2 separate regions of the Sus scrofa genome follow, and region 1 is linked to region 2. Evidence: chromatin contacts called from public Hi-C data. All regions are on one chromosome and are shown on one strand. The core of a region is the stretch at or near the end of the contact, and the rest is flanking DNA. Distances in the headings are between cores, read along the strand shown.

Region 1 (5,357 bases), core at 1,447-3,946, 190 kb before region 2:
AAGAGTTATCTAGATAAACAAATTCAGTAGGGTTTCTTTAAATGGCTATCTCTGTTTATTTGGAATATGCTTAAAAATATCAGTTTGTCCTGTGCAAAATTTTTCAGGAATACTCCAGAATAATTGTTATTTACTTATATATATTATTTATTATGTTATTTACTTACTGTATATATATATATACACACACATATATATAACAGAAAAAAGGGCAAATACATATCAAATAACATTGTATCCTGAGACCATGACAAAAAGACATTTTATTCCTCTTTTTTTTATGGCTGCACCTGCAGCATACAGAAGTTCCTGGGCTAGGGGTAGAAGTGGAGCTACAGCTGCCACCTATACCACAGCCACAGCAATGCCAGATCTGAGCCACATCTGTGACCTATGCCACAGCTTGTGGATTCTTAACCCACTGAGTAAGGCCAGGGATTGGAACTTCATCCTCATGGAGACGTCAGGTTCTTATTCCACTGAGGCCATAATGGGAACTCCAAAAAGACATTTTAAAATAGAGCTGTTTTTCTTTGCTAACTCAACTGTTCCCTAGTCATTTTTTTCCTTTCCTCCTAGGTTTCTGAGATCTCATTCTTCTCAGCTTGGCTCCAAGGTTAGATCCTCTCCGAGAGCTTCTGATCTCACATGAATCCTCATCCTTCCCCTGAGATCCCACTGTATTGCTTTCATTTCTTTGTGCATGTGGTGCCCATATTGAGCTGAAATGACTTGCTTATACCCTGTCTTCTCCATTAGACTGAGGACTCCTTGGGGCCAAAGACTGTGGCTTATGTACTGGTCCAATGTTCAGCTCTGTGTGCAGCAGGTGCTCAGACAGTGCTGGAGGGCCTGTCTTTTGAATCTGTCTGCTGTTCTTTCCTTTGCTCTTCATTTCAACATGTCTTTTCCTCTTACTCTTTGTGATTTTCACTTGATCCTTTTGAGTTTTGATTCCAAAGTTCTTAAGAGACAGAGATCCTATTGGCTGGTGCAAGACCATAGCAGTTGTGTGTGTGTGTGTGTGTGTGTGTGAGAGAGAGAGAGAGAGAGAGAGGGAGAGGGAGAGGGAGAGGGAGAGGGAGAGGGAGAGGGAGGAGAGGGAGAGGGAGAGGGAGAGGGAGAGGGAGAGGGAGAGCGCTGAGTCACTGTCTCCCATTTCTGGCTTCGCTTCTCACATCCACAACCCATGTGCTCTACTTCCATTTTTTCCTCTCATTCCTGTTCCAAGCACATCTGAAGGTGAGAAAACTTTGTCTTACTACTGTATTTGCACTTGCCAAATACTATGCTGAATCCAGCTGCAATTCTTAAATTATTCTGGAGAAAGTGGTATATAGCTAGTGAGAAATAAATTTTCTTGCAATCTCTAGCTATAAAAATCTTGTTCTATTTTTTTTGTTAAAGTATGGCATGGTATAAGTAAAAGACTGTTTTGAACTTTTTTTGGCATTGAGAAACATAGGATAAAAATATTCCACAGTCATTACAAGTTGTTCTTTTAAGAATATCTAATGGTATGGGGAATGGTCATGAGTTCAAAAAAAAAAAAAAAAAAAGCCCACAGTATAAAGCTAAATAGAATTGGATTCCATTTACATGTGCTAAAAATTACTTTTTTATTTCTCTGCGTGTATGTATTAAGATTGCAAGGAAATATATAAAAACACTAACAAATTCTAATTCAAAGACATGGGACTAATATTTTCTTCTTTATGCTTCTTTTCTCCACTTCTCAATTTACCACCATAATAATATACTTTTTTATAATCAGAGAAAACAAAATCCTGACATGTTTTTTAAAGAAAAAAAAAAAACTCAAAAAGTTAAAACAGAGAATAGACTTGAACATTTAAAAGAAAATATATGTTAGGTATTGTATCCTGGGTAAAGGAGAGAGGCAAAGGAGCTTTCTTACTATAGAATTTTTTTTTTTTTTTTTTTTTGGCTTGGTGTGGAGTGACTTGAAGTGGGATCTCACTTCCCAGACCAGGGACTGAACCTGGGCTGCTTCATTGAAAGCTTTGAGTCCTAATCACTAGACCACCAGGGAACTCCCTGTAGTATTTTTTTTTTAATGAATGTCTAAATTCTCCAGAATGGAGGACAGTGTAATAAGGTCCCAAATATCCATCCCTCAGCTTCCCCCATCAACTGCACTTCTTTCCCCTCCCTGCTTTTTTTCAGAGCAGTTTTTGAAAGGATTCAAGTTATCCTCTAATTTGTTTGGATAGATTTTATTTTCTCTAGCTTGGCTTTTCCCTTTGGGGATGGCTCACAAAGCCTCAGAGCTTCTGAACGCACTCTGACGTGAGGGAGCAGCTTGAGTCCTCAAGTATGTGTCCCGCCTGGAGACGAAGCCCATTGAAGTCCCTGAGAGCAAACAGCTCTGAAAAGCAAAGCGATCTGGTATTTACTCAACTTTACTTCTGTCCGGTGGGTCAGAGAACAGACTCCAGTGTCCAGGATAAAGCCGGGCCTGGCCGGGTCTTGGCAGCTCAAACCGCCCCATTGTGATTCAAGATTCGGGGTGTAAACACATGCAGTGTTTAACCACCGCCAGTCCTCTTTGAATGTTTGATAGCCGTGACTGGGGCTCAGGAAGAACACAGTAGTGACTTCTTCACTGGAGCTGAGGCTGAGGCTTTATGTAGTGTTTGGGCAAACGGCACCGGCAGCTGCAAGCCCTCAATGGGTGCTTTCTAGTTGCTGAGTGGGCTGTGCTGCGTTGCTGGGAGCCGAGGTCCGGAGCTGCCCCTGGGCTGGATGGGGGGAGGAGGAGGCGGCCAGCCGCAGCCTGGGCCACCCCTTCTCGGTGACAGGTGCTGAGGGACAGGAGAAGGAGCCCCTCCCTACTGGCTCCCAAGCCTGGGCTCAGTGTCTGCCACTGACTGCCATTTTTATTGGGTTTTTGTTTCAGGAACACACACAGGACCTTGGCAGGCAGAGATGTACCCTGTGGCTTGGTCTTTCTCTGCTCAGCTAGTGGTGATGAAAACAGTAACAAAGACCCTGACTTTGCTAAATGACCAAGACTCACTCAGATAACAAGCCAGTACAGTTGCTGGCAGAGAGCCTTCTAGACGCTTGATGCAGTGTGACCTACTGGAGTGAGAAGGAGAATTGGAAGGGGAGGGCTCTCAGTTACATTTTGGTCCAATTAAAGGATACTATTATCTCCTCCTGATGTGGACTGATGATCCTGTTTATCATTAACTATCATCTACTGAGAACTTTTATGTGCCAGGTACTGAACTAGGTATTGCATGTTCATTGTCTTACCATAATCCTGCAATTTCGTTGTTGTTGTTGTTTTTTTTTTTTAACAAAGGAGAAAACTGAGTTTCAGAAAGGTTAACTCATTTGTTCAATAGTGTTACGCAGCTTATAAACGGTACAGTCAGAAATCCAATCTTGGTATGACTATAAAATAACTTATACCCTTTCTGGGAGAAACACATAGCTTATGCCCTGTAAATTTGATATTTAAAGTGCCAGGTGACTGTGGCCTAGAAAAGGCGATTTGGCCATGGGAATACAGAGTAAGTCAATAATTTATATTCAGAACAATGTCTACTCTTTTCGTTACAGAGAATTCCAGGAAAACTCAGATGAGGTAGATTCATAAGGCAGAAAAATCCCTTCTTGGGAGTTCCCGTCATGGATCAGCAGTTAACGAACCTGACTAGTAACGAACCTGACTAGTATCCATGAGGTTTGATCCTTGGCCTCACTCAGTGGATTAAAGATCCAGCATTGCCATGAGCTGTGGTGCAGCTCTCACACGTAGCTGGGATCTGGCATAGCTGTGGTGTAGGCCAGCGGCTACAGCTCTAATTTGACCCCTAGCCTGGGAACGTCCATATGCCACAGGTGTGGCCCTAAAAAGACCAAAAAAAGAAAAAAAAAATCGCTTCTTAATACTGAGGGAGTAAGAACCCTGCCTCCTACCTCCCCTAACCCCCAGTCTGGGCCTGGCGAGCCTACAAGAAAAAATTTAATGTCACTGTTCTTATTTTAAATAATTACTCCTGAATTTTTAAATGAAAAACAAGAGGTCAGTTATAAGAGCAATTTAAAATTTGCAGAAAAAATTTAGAAGACGGTAGAGAGTTCCCATATACCTCACCGACCAGTTTCCACTATTAACATCTAATAGTGCACATTTGTTATTAATGAACTGATATCAAAACATTATTAACTAAAGTCCAGTTTATTCAGACTTCCTTCATTTATTTTTTTCTTTTTTGGGTTGCACCTGAGGCATATGGAAGTTCCCAGGCTAGGGGTGGAATCAGAGCTGCAGTTGCCAGCCTACGCCACAGCCACAGCCATGCCAGATCTGAGTTCACGTCTGCAACCTACACCACAGCTCATCGCAATGCCAGATCTTTAACCCACTGAGTGACACCAGGGATTGAACGTGCATCCTCATGGATACTAGCTGAGTTCTTGACCTGCTGAGCCACAACAGAACTCCCATAGTCTTCCTTGATTTGTATCTACTGTCCTTTTCCCATACCAGGATCCCATCTAGGATGCCACATTACATTTAGTTGTCATGTCTCCTTAGGCTTCTCTTGGCTGTGAGAGTTTCTCAGACTTTTGTTGGTTTCAGTGACCTTGACAGTTTTGAGGTGTACTAGTGATTTTTAAGAGGTAAGAGAATGCCCATCCCTGGGGAGAGGTCTGTTGTTTTTCTCATGATTAGATTACAGCAGTAGGTTTTGGGCTAGAGGACCTCAGATGTAAAGTGCCATTTCATCATATCATATCAATCAAGGGTATGTACTATCAACATGACCTATGACTGTTGATGTTGACCTTGATCACCTGGCTGAGGGAGTGTTTGGCAGATTTCCCCAAAGGAAAGTTACCTTTCCCCCTACCCTCTTTTTACTATTTTCTTTCAAAGTCACTATGCACAGCCCACAGCTAAGTTGGGTACTTGGTGACTTTTAAAATAATCTTCATTGTCTCCCATCTCTCAAAGTCATTTCTTCTTCCTTAGCCTGATTTAATACCATTCATGTTAATTAACCTCTTCACCTCTGTTTCCACTCTCCAAATCATAACTATCAAATCACAGACTTTCAGAGCTCAGAGAGTGTAAAGTGCACTAGCCTGTTTGTGATTAGGTTATGTGATAGCCAGATGAAGTAGAAATGCATATACGGCTTGAAAGAATTTCATATTTAAATGTTCACTGAAAGCAAGGAAGCCTTCATCACGAGATATTCAGAGAATTGCTGGTATACTGACATTTGTTTTAAGGACCAGTGTTATTTCTACTTTGAATAACATAAAAGTATGGCATGCCATTCTCAGCATCAATGTCCCAAGCCCAGCCCCTCACC
Region 2 (5,483 bases), core at 2,731-5,230:
ATCCTCATGGAGGCTAGCTGGGTTTGTTAACAGTTGAGCCACAATGGGAACTCTGCACATTTCTTTTTAAAAGCTATTTTGACAAGCACAGTTGTCAAATTGGTTTCTTTTGTAATCCTGTGTATTTTATTTTACACATTTAAAATCTAATCTGAAAAGAGGTCTCTGGGTTTTGAAAGACTGTCCAGAGGTCTGTGTCATGGAAAAGGTTAATAATCTTGCCTTACAATAGAAATAAAAACAAAAATGAACGAATGGGACCTAAGCAAATTTACAATATTTGCATAGCAAAGGAAACCATAAGCAAAACAAAAAAATAAGTTATGGAATGGGAGAAAATATTTGTAAATGATGCAACCAACGAGGACTTACTTTCCAAAATATACAAACAGCTCATACAAGTAAACAACAAAAATACAAACAGCCCAACTGAAAAATGGGCAGAAGATCTAAACAAACATTTCTCCAAAGAAGACAGATAGATGGCCAATAGGCATATAAAAAGATGCTCAACATCACTAATTACTAGAGAAATGCAAATCAAAACCATAATAAGGTACCATCTCACACTGGTCAGAATAGCCATCATTAAAATGTCTACAAGTAACAAATGCTAGAGAAGGTGCAGAGAAAAGGGAACTCTCCTAAACTGTTGGTGGGAATGTTAAGTTAATGAAACCACTGTATAAAACGGTATGGAGGGTCCTCAAAAAATTCAAAATAGAATTACCATAAGACCCAGCAATCCCACTCCTGGGCATATATACAGACAAAATGATGATTCAGAAAAAATACATGCAGCCCACGTTCAAAGCAGCACTATTTGCAATAGCCAAGATATGGAAATAACCTCAATGTCCATCAACAGATGAACGGATAAAGACCAAGTGGTACATGTACATAATGGAACACTACTCGGCCATAAAAAGAACAAAATAATGCCATTCAGAGCAACATGGATGGAACTAGAGATTCTCATACTAAGTGAAGTCAGTCAGAAAGAGAAAGATAAATACCATATGATATTACTTATATGTGAAATCTAAATTGTGACACAAATGAACCTATCTATAAAACAGAAACAGACTCATAGACATAGAGAACAGACTTGTGGTTACTATGGGTGGGGGGAAGAGGAGGGGAGAGACAGAATGGGAGTTTGGGGGTGGTAGGTGCAGACTATTACAGATGGAAGGGATGTCCTACTGTATAGTTCAGGGAACTATATTCAATATCCTGAGATAAATCATAATAGAACAGAAAATTTAAAAAACCAAGTATAGGAGTTCTCGTTGCGGCTCAGTGGTAACAAACATAACTGGTATCCATGAGGATGCAGGTTCGATCCCTGGCCTCACTCAGTGGGTTAAGGATCTGGTGTTGCTGTGAGCTGTGGTATAGGTCACAGGCACAGCTCAGGTTCTGAGTTGCTGTGGCTGTGGCACAGGCCAACAACTACAGCTCCAATTAGACCCCCAGCCTGGGAACTTTCATATGCCATGGGTGCGGCGCTAAAAAGCAAAAACAAAAAAAAAAAGTATATATGTATAAAGGAATCACTTTGGTGGTGCATAGCAGAAATTAACATAGTAAATTGACGGCACTTCAATAATAATTAAAAAAGGGACCCTGCCTTAAAGTGATGATTTACAAAGACAGTTGTCACACATATACACATTCTTCAAGGTCAGTGCCCTCAACCTAAGCTCCACTCTGGGCAGGTGTGGAGGGTGTTAGTAACACACATAACACAGTATGTCCTCCCGCTGGAAGTGAGCCCAGCAGGTGGAGAAAATGCTGAGTGGGCCTGGGCTCTTGGAGGACGAGAGTCAGTCTCCTTCCAGCTGGGGAGGTCAGTTCCCATAGCTGACGTTCTTCTGTGGTGTCAGAACAGTCACTGATCTGTTGAAAGGGCTTCCCCATTTTAGTCAAGGATGAAAATGACTGATTTTATGGGGTTTTGGGGTGTTCTCTCAACTCTTCAAGATTGGCACTGAATCATGGGCTGATAGCCTTAATACATATCCAAAGTCTTGGAAATCAGTGAGAAAATGTACACTCCATCAGGTAAATAAATACAATATAAACAGGCAATTAAAATGGCTAAATAATATATGGGGGAAATGATTTGGCCTCACTAACAATCAAAGAAGTGAAAACAAAAGCAAGATTTTCTAAATGCTCATCAACCTGGCAAAGTTAAAAAAAATGGACAGGAGTTCCCGTCGTGGCGCAGTGGTTAACGAATCCGACTAGGAACCATGAGGTTGCAGATTCGGTCCCTGCTCTTGCCCAGTGGGTTAACGATCCAGCGTTGCCGTGAGCTGTGGTGTAGGTTGCAGACGCGGCTCGGATCCCGCGTTGCTGTGGCTCTGGCGAAGGCTGGTGGCTATGGCTCCGATTGGACCCCTAGCCTGGGAATCTCCATATGCCACGGGAGCGGCCCAAGAAATAGCAACAACAACAACAACAACAACAAAAGACAAAAGACAAAAAAAAAAAAATGGACAAACTTAGCTTGATAAAGAGATGTGGAAATAAACAATCATACCTTGTTAGCGGGAATGTAAATTGCTGTACTTTGGGGGAAAGTTCGGTTTAACAATATTTATTAAAAATGTTATTTGCACACACAGTCTGGCCCAATCAGCTCCCTTTAGGAATTTACCCTCAGAAGCTCATCATTAAATATGCGAACAAATATATCCACTAGAATGTTTATTACTCCCTTACTTGTAGTAGCCAAAAACACTGGAGGCAGTCCAAGTGTTTTATACATTGCAGCAGGATCATTCATCAAGATACTCTGCTTTGTCTTCTATGTATGTGTTACCTCCATTCCAAGAAAACGGGCAGGCTCCTTGCCACTGGGGAGGTGTATGTCATATAGCAGCAAGCAGAAGCTACCACCGAGAAGGCCTTCCTTGACTTTTTTTTTTTTTTTGAAAATGAGTTCATTTTCAAGCAGTTAAACCAGGGAGGGGAAACGTGAGACAGAAGCAGAGAGGAAGAACAGTGGAGGTCCCCAAGGAGGAGACAGGGCTCTGTGGGTCCCATGTGTTGTGGGGTCAACTACTCTGCTCCCAAGCTTTGCCCAAGGGTAGAAAGGGGATAGGGACACAAAAGGGATCCCAGCCTGAGACACCTGACCCCACCAACCTTGGTGGCAATGACCAGCATTAAGCACCAAGTTTACTGGACTTCAGAGAAACATTTAGGCTGAATGGATTTGACTTCAGCAGTATGTGAAGTGGGCTAAAGAACAATGAGATTTATCTGAATATCGGACTCCTCATGCATGCCATGGAGATGCTGGGGGCAAGGAGGAGGGAAAGGAGCTTCAGGGGTGACTGTCTTTGATTTATTCCCCAGCCTGGAGGAAAGTGAAGAGTAGGGTTTAATTTGATTTAGAGAAGTAAACAAATGGGGCATTTCCTGCACACCTGAATTTTCCAACTTGTATCAAATCTGCCACAATGTCTTTCCTACTAACTCGATCTGTTTTCTGGTAACAGAATTGTGAGAGGGCTCATAAGGCAGGAGAAGGCTAGGGCCAACCCATGATACACACAGTTTCATGCCAGCTGACAGAAGTTTTTGTATAAAGGTGATGTTCAACAAAACGAAAAACAGAGCCAGAGAAAAGGGTACTGATGTGCTGTTACAGAAGCCACATGCCAACTGAGGGAGACCTAGGGGAAACTGCTTTATGGTTTCAAAGAATGAGGTCTAGCACTCAAAGAACAGGGTAATCCACCTTATGAATCAAAGGAACAGGAGGTCTATGGGACCTCTTTGTTTACTTTTCACTCAAGGGACAGAGACTGTGTCAGACCCTGTTTCAACCAACCCCCAGGAGAGGGTCTTTGGCCAATAAGGGCTACACAATTGGATTCTGGATGTGCTCACAGGGCTGTGGACTGCAAAAGACTACCAGGCCTTCCAAACAAACAGGAGCAGAATGTTTGTCCTTGAGCGTCTGGAAAAGCTTGGATCCAAACACATGGAGAGACATCAAGCATTTAAAATCAGCAAAGAGTGTACTCTGTTGACATAGCTTTCTGACACAGGGTTTGAGAACCTTGAACCAGAAATCTCTTTGGGCCTGTTTTGGAACTAGCTTTCCATGGGAAGTTTGAAGGCAAATCTGATTTTTCTTTGTGATTTAAGACTGGGCACACACACGAGTCTAGAACTGAAAGTCATGAAACAGGAAAACCTAGTCAAAACATTAAGGTTAACTAACACTGCTTTTATTCTTGGTTTGGGGCTAAAGTGAGTAAAATCAGTAACTGCTTTGTTTCTGTATTTCTCTCTTTCCACAAAACATTTTCAATACTCTAATAAGGCAGACACTACATCATTCCACAAGAAACTCCAGTCACCAAAAAAGCCTTCAAGAGATGAACTTGATAAAGCAGTGTTTCACAAAGATTGACATACTGATTTTCAGTTAGGCGTATGATGTCATTCTCCTTTTTTGTCTATTAAAGATTCCTTTCTGAAACTCTAATTTGAAAAGATACATACACCTCAATATTCATAGAAGCACTATACAATAGCCAAGACGTGTAAGCAACCTAAATGCCCCTTGACAGATGAATGGATAGAGAAAATGTGATATATATATCACACACACAAACACACACACACACACACACACACACACACACACACACTCTCAATGGAATACTACTGACGTAAAAAGGGATGAAATAATGCCATTTGGAGCAACATAGATGGACCTAAAGATTATCATATTAAGTGAAGTTAAATCAGACAGAAAATGACCAATATCTATGATATCACTTACATTTGGAATCTAAAAAATAGTGATACAGGCTGAATAGCATTGAGAACTATGTCTAGATACTCATGTTGCAACAAAAGAAAGGGTGGGGGAAAAACTGTAATTGTAATGTATACATGTAAGGATAACCTGACCCCCTTGCTGTACAGTGGGAAAATAAAAAAAAAAAGTAGTGATACAAATGAACTTATTAACCAAACAGAAACAGACTCATAGACATAGAAAACAAACTTACAGTTACCAAAGGGAAAAGGGGGAGGAGGGATAAATTGGGATTTTGGGGTTAAAAGATACACACTATTGTATATAAAATAGGTAACCAACAATGGCCTACTGTATAGCACAGGGAACTATGTTCAGTATCTTGTAATAAACTATAATGGGAAAGAATTAGAAAAATATTCTATAATTCATATATGTATATATCACTTTGTTATACACCTGAAACATTGTAAATCAACTATATTTCGATAAAAACAAAAAACTCCAAAAACAAATTATATATTTTAAGATCAATAATGAAAAATAAAATTAAATAGAATAAATTAAAAAAAATTCCTTCAATCTGAATAGAATATAAAGACAAAAACATTACAAAAACATAATTTCCTAGTCAACTGAGAGAACTCAGGTCAAAAGTAGAAACATTGTGAAAGCAGTTTGCTTTGCCTCT

The links. Hi-C and Micro-C count contacts between places; a contact is called where the count stands out from the background.
Region 1: a Hi-C map of liver shows a contact between it and region 2, with 1.9 times the contacts expected there. The contact joins two enhancer-like sites. A contact is called at or near these places in 1 of 47 Hi-C or Micro-C datasets (liver) and 1 of 2 datasets of contacts at active chromatin or transcription factors (alveolar macrophages).

The regions. Positions count from the first base shown.
Region 1 is chr16:46,410,035-46,415,391 of Sscrofa11.1, reverse strand. No RefSeq gene overlaps it. Among named protein-coding and RNA genes, the nearest start is that of PIK3R1, 22 kb to the left of the region's middle. Within about 2 kb of position 2,696, at least 31 of the 83 cell types and tissues checked have an H3K27ac peak or open chromatin away from gene starts, as enhancers often do. A contact at or near this core is called in liver, where this site is marked.
Region 2 is chr16:46,222,703-46,228,185 of Sscrofa11.1, reverse strand. No RefSeq gene overlaps it. Among named protein-coding and RNA genes, the nearest start is that of PIK3R1, 210 kb to the left of the region's middle. Within about 2 kb of position 3,980, at least 1 of the 83 cell types and tissues checked has an H3K27ac peak or open chromatin away from gene starts, as enhancers often do. A contact at or near this core is called in liver, where this site is marked.